Linked DNA regions of Rattus norvegicus: region 1 is linked to region 2. The links are chromatin contacts, called in public Hi-C maps. All regions are on one chromosome and are shown on one strand. The core of a region is the stretch at or near the end of the contact, and the rest is flanking DNA. Distances in the headings are between cores, read along the strand shown. Region 1 holds the start of Nkd1 (NKD inhibitor of WNT signaling pathway 1). Region 2 holds the start of Cyld (CYLD lysine 63 deubiquitinase).

The links. A called contact is a pair of places that touch in the nucleus more often than the background predicts.
Region 1: a contact with region 2 is called in a Hi-C map of frontal cortex, with 2.6 times the contacts expected there. The contact joins the promoter of Nkd1 here to the promoter of Cyld in region 2. A contact is called at or near these places in 2 of 12 Hi-C or Micro-C datasets (frontal cortex and mammary epithelial cells).

The regions. Positions count from the first base shown.
Region 1 is chr19:34,721,439-34,724,138 of GRCr8, reverse strand. It overlaps Nkd1 (NKD inhibitor of WNT signaling pathway 1), which reads left to right and starts at 1,293. Exons shown (of 10, transcript NM_001271381.1): 1 at 1,293-1,412; 2 at 1,534-1,566; 3 at 2,161-2,294. The coding sequence starts at 1,388.
Region 2 is chr19:34,545,725-34,548,427 of GRCr8, reverse strand. Cyld (CYLD lysine 63 deubiquitinase) reads left to right here and starts at 1,310. Exons shown (of 17, transcript NM_001017380.1): 1 at 1,310-1,354.

The DNA of each region.
Region 1 (2,700 bases), core at 44-2,543, 180 kb before region 2:
ACCAGTGCTTTGGGATTGATTCCCAGATCTCTTCCCACAAAGTGCTTACTTGAAGTCTAAAACGACCAACCAATATAGCCCACCTGTTTCTGTTCAGTAGCGTCGCACAGGGGAGCAGGTTAAAAGAAGTGGGGAGAAATAAGTCTCCACTCTACAGATCGTAAAACTGAGGCTCGAAGCAGCGTTTAGCTGTAAGAGCAGAACTGGTTCTTTCCCACGCCCAGGCTGCCAGATACTAGGATAAGCTTAGCGCCGGGCCAGCAGAAATGTTGTTCTGGGGACCACAAAGGTGTGGTGGAAGCCTTTAAGTCGCCCTCCCCTTTGCAGAGACCTCCCCAGACAAAACAAACAGGCCCTTGGGGTCTGCAGAACTGCAGGGGGGAAGGGGAAAACGGAAACTAAGAAAGATCAAAGATCCGGCGGTTCACCGCTCCCGGCCTCACAGTTTGGCAGCTCGCCCCGACCCCAGTTGGGCACTCAGGAGCCCATGGGCGAAGAAAGGTTGCGAGGGACTGGGGGGGGGGGCAGCTCGGGGCTAATGGACACTTGTCGTTAACAGGAGTGGGCCGAACTCGCCCTAGCTAGCGAGGCGCCCGGTTGATTTCTACGGGACTCCCAAATGGATGGAAAAACAAAAACAAAAACAAAAACAAAAACAAAAACAAAAAACCTCAAACAAACGCAAAACCCAGAGGAATCAAAGAAAAGGGCAGGCAGCTGAAAACAGGGACCACTTTTTGTAGAAGACTAGGCTCTGTAAGTCTGGGAAGGGACAGCATCATGGGAGAGCAGTAGACGCGTGCGCTAGGGCATCTGAGGTTGCCAGTTGTGACCTCAGTTTCCCCACCTGTGAACTCGAGTCATTCAGTCCCACTCTGGCAGCTCCAGAGGACATGCAGAGAAGAGGGAAGTCTCAGTGTCACCAGCGAGGGCAGCGCTGCTCCACCACCCAGCGGCCAGAGCCTCCACCCGGTCCCCACTCCCGCCCCGAGGTTCACACAGGGGGTTTAGGGCCCAGCACACCCAAAGCCCCTCCCCATCGAGGGTCCACCCCTATCCCCGCCCACAGACCACGCCCTCCGTGGGCCCGCCCCTTGGCCAGCCCCTACCCGCAGGCCCCGCCTCTACCCGCCCCGCCGCGTCCGCCTCGCCTTTGATGGGCCGCTGCCGGCCAATGGGCGCTTGGGGAGGCGCGGGGCCGTGGCGGCGGGCAGGGGGCTCGGCGCGCCCGGGCGTCAGTCCGGCCGCGGCGACCGCTGTAGGAGCGCGTCCCGGCGCCGCCTAGGGCTGCGCTCCGCGCGCGGACTGTGAGGAGGAGGCGAGCAAGGCTGGCGCGGGGTCGGCGGCCGGACGCATGGCTTAGGACGCCCGGCTGCCGCGCCCCAGCATGGGGAAACTTCACTCGAAGCCGGGTCAGTGTCCTCGCCCGCGCGCCTGCCGCGGCCCCGCGTCCTCCCGCCGGTGCTAACTCTCCCTCTCCTTTCTTTCCGGCTCCCGCCGCCGCCGCCGCCGCCGCGCGCGATGTGCCCACAGCCGCCGTGTGCAAGCGCAGGGAGAGCCCGGAAGGTAGGCGCGCGGGCCACTGGCCCGGGGGGCGCGAGGGAGGCGGCGCGAACCGCCTTGCCGCTGGATCTCATTACCAGGGCTGCCTCAGCCCCCAGCCCCGCCCCGGGAGCGCTCTTTGGGGCCCCTCTGCCCCTCCTACCCGTTCCCCACAGCCCGGTGCTCCCACTGCTGACCCTAACCCCCTCCACTTTGGCGGTGGGGTCTTCCCTTAAAATCCCCAAGATCTTGCGCCTTCCTCTAGCCAGCCCCTTCTCAGGAGAACTTGGTCTCTGCTCCCAGGGCACCTTCTCTGCTGACCCTCAGCTTTCTCCTCCGCAGTCCCTGCCTCCCACGCTCCTTCTGGTCCCTGAACTCCTTCAGTCAGGGTACTGCCTACTCCCTTTCACCTTCTGAATCTTCCTTGCACTTAGGATCTCGCCGAGCCCCCTTTCTTGACTATTTCCCTCTTTTGGATTCTGCTCTGTCCGGCGCTTGATCCTTTTGCCAAGTCTTTACTCACCCGGCTGTGCCGCCTGTCTCCTTCCCTTCACTCTCAGGTAACTTTTGCTAGCTGGGGGGCCCAGACTCAATGTCTTCCCGTTCTTCCCGCCTCAGGTGACAGCTTTGCAGTAAGCGCTGCTTGGGCAAGGAAAGGCATCGAGGAGTGGATCGGGAGGCAGCGCTGTCCAGGCAGCGTCTCAGGACCCCGACAGCTGAGATTGGCAGGCACTGTTGGTCGAGGCGCCCGGGTATGGCCCCCACTCTGTTATACCCTTTCACCCCTTTCAGCCTCGGGGAGCGGCTGAGGATCTCCAACTTTTAGCATCCCGTTTGCACATTGTCTTAAGTCCCCAAATCCCTTCTCAGCCACTGTGTGCCCTACTAGCCCTACTTGTGCCCCTTGCTTTGGAGGACCCTTGTCGATCAAGTGGGCGCCAGTCTCCTGCCCAGCTGGGCACGGAGGGTTGCTTGGGGAGGGAATGCCACGGAGGAGGTGATACAAGTCCAGTGGGGTGGGGAGGCTGTACCGTGTGTGTGTGTGTGTGTGTGTGTGTGTGTGTGTGTGTGTGTGTGTGTGTTGGGGTTTGGGGCTCCTCTGCTTTGCTTTTGTGGCCAGCTTTTCCACGGGGAGGGGTTAAGACTAAAGGGAGACAG
Region 2 (2,703 bases), core at 61-2,560:
CACCCATCTGCTGCTTCTATGTTCTTATTGGTTTCCGTTCTTTGGATTTTCAGAAACACGGCAGTCTCCACTGGGGAAATTTGTGTCATGATTAAACACACACACACACACACACACACACACACACACACACACACACCTCACTTTCTCAGTATTAATTACCTTTCTCATAATTAGTAGTTAAAATGTCAAAAGAGAAGGAATTAATTAAGAGGACTATCCAGTGAAGCGAGGCATGTGCTGCCAGGCTGCCAGGCTCTGGGGCTGATTATAAAAAAAAGAGTTTCATTAAATATTTTGAGCACTTTTGGGAGTCAGAATCCTTCCTTCTAATTGAAAGATCCTTCACTATATCCTCAATTCCGGCTGGTGGCCAGGGACGCAGTCCTGGGTAAGGTAGAGGGTCGAAAGCCTTTCTTTATCCTTAGGAGACTCTCTCCAACCTGAGAGAGGTGGCCACAGAAGTTCAAAAAACAGCAGGTTTCCCAGACCCCATGTTAGGGCAGAAAGAGCTTCAGTTTGTCCAGAAAGCCTACTGTTAAAAAAAAAAAAATACAAAAAAAAAAAAAAAAAAAGGGGGTTGGGGACTTAGCTCAGTGGTAGAGCACTTGCCTAGGAAGCGCAAGGCCCTGGGTTCGGTCCCCAGCTCCGAAAAAAAGAGCCAAAAAAAAAAAAAAAAAACAGAAAGCCTACTGTTAGGAGATACTTATGAAGCATTTCACAATAATCCGGTAAGACAGGTGGTACTAACACCTCCATTCTACAGATGAGGAAATTGAGGCTCAGCACGGTTGGGAGCTCTCCATGTTACATGTTGAGAAACTGAGAAAGAAAACATTGACTCTAGGTGTGATTCTAAGCTTTGCTCTTTCATGGAATCCTGAAAACTATTCTCAGTTCTCCTCTGGATCTCTTCCCACCTTAGTTTTGACAACTAAGCCAAGAGCCAAGACCTGCGCAAGGAGGGTGGAGCTGGGAGCACAGCGCCCCGCCCAGATGTGGTTCCAGCCAATGGTGACGTGGCACCGGCAGCCTTTTGCCCAATCAGCCATCGCTCCTCGCCCCCACTATTTCTCCTCTGCTCCGCCCTTTCGCTTTTCCTTTGGCTCCACCGAGCTTGACCAAGCGGAAAGTCCCTTCTGCTAGCACCGTGCCGGCAGCCATTGGAAGAAGGTCTGTTACAGGAATAACCAATCAGATCGCGCGCAGGGACGGTTCTCTGGATGTGATTGGCTAGCGTGGCTTCTATCCTCCCCGCCCCCGCTCCTCCCTCCCCGCGGGCGGTTCGGAGGCGGGGCAGGTGGGGGCGGGCCCAGGTAGCAGGTTCGGCTGCGCGGGGGCCCGCGCGCCTGAGGTAAATACTGGGGTGGTGGGTGTGGGGTGCCGGGCCGGCCCGGGACGCCGGTTCTGAAGCCTGGGCTGCGGCGCTGGGCGGCGGCCGAGGCGGGTGAGTGTGCGCGGCCGCGCGGCTGAAGCTAGGTCTCTAGTGTTCCTGCCCTGCCTCGGGCGCCTTGAGCGGCGGAGGCGACCGTCGGGCCTCAGCGCCCGCCCGTTAGCTGCCCCGGGCCGACGAGCTTCTGACGTCAACCGCGGCTGCCCACCTCCAGCCTCCCGGAGGGCTCCCGAGTCGCGGGACTCCTGCACCGTAGGGCTTGGGTAGGAGCAGCACAGGACTCAGTCTCTCTCTCTGGCCCGCCGTCATTGACAGATGGGGAAACTGAGGCCGGATCCTACCTGGCTTCCAAAGGCTGCAGGAGGCAGGGGAGTCTCTGGTTATGGTACCTCACGCCTGTGCTGTTTTGTGGGGTGTTGATGGCTTCGCTCCCGGAAGAGCAGCCTGTCCTCGCTAATGGCGTGTTTTGCTTTTTCTTTCAGTTTCTCTGGTCTAGGGGGGAGGATGGTTTTGCACAGTTGTGTAGTTGGAAGGTGCAACTGACCGGTTGAGACAGGTACCTTTCTTTCCTTTTATTATTATGGTCAGCCTTGTAGGAGGACGCCAAGTCCTGAATGATCACGGTCTTGAACTGAGTTCATTTGGGTCAGGTGCCAGGTTATTCATGTCCTTGGCATCTTTTTCTGTTCCACCCCTTGGCATTTGCATGTTTTAGGGGTTTGTCATCCTCTAGCCACCAAGCCTTGACATCTCCCAACCCCCCACCATCCCCTCCACCTTCCTCTCTCTAATTTTCCCTGGAAAGTTGTCTCCTTAGAGGAGCATTCATTCATACCTTGCTTTGTGTGTCTGTGCTGGGGCTAATCAGCGATTCCTAATAAGATTGCTCATTTTTGTAATCATTGACTCCAGAGAAGAATGTAGGCATCAAGAGGGCGTGCATTCTAGCATCCATCTCCTGCACACCCCCTCATACCTCAAGTAGGTTGAATGGCCCCCAAGAATTTAGCCTGCTGCTCCCCGCTGGGTAGTGGGTGGATTTGCACTAGAACAGTATGAAGGAAAAATGATTTGCTGGAAATTCTTAGTGAAGTTCATGTAATTTGAATGTTGACAGCACTCAGAACATTCTCTAATGTTCTGCTGAAAAAATTTAAGGTATTCTTTCAAAGAGAGCCTTGTTTGGACTGGTAACTTGTGAGATGAGCTGATAAGACCAGGGACTTGTTATGTAAAAATGACATATTAAACAGAAGATACCTAAATGTGGTTAAGTGATTTAAGGAAGTCTTTAGTACTTGAAGAAAGAG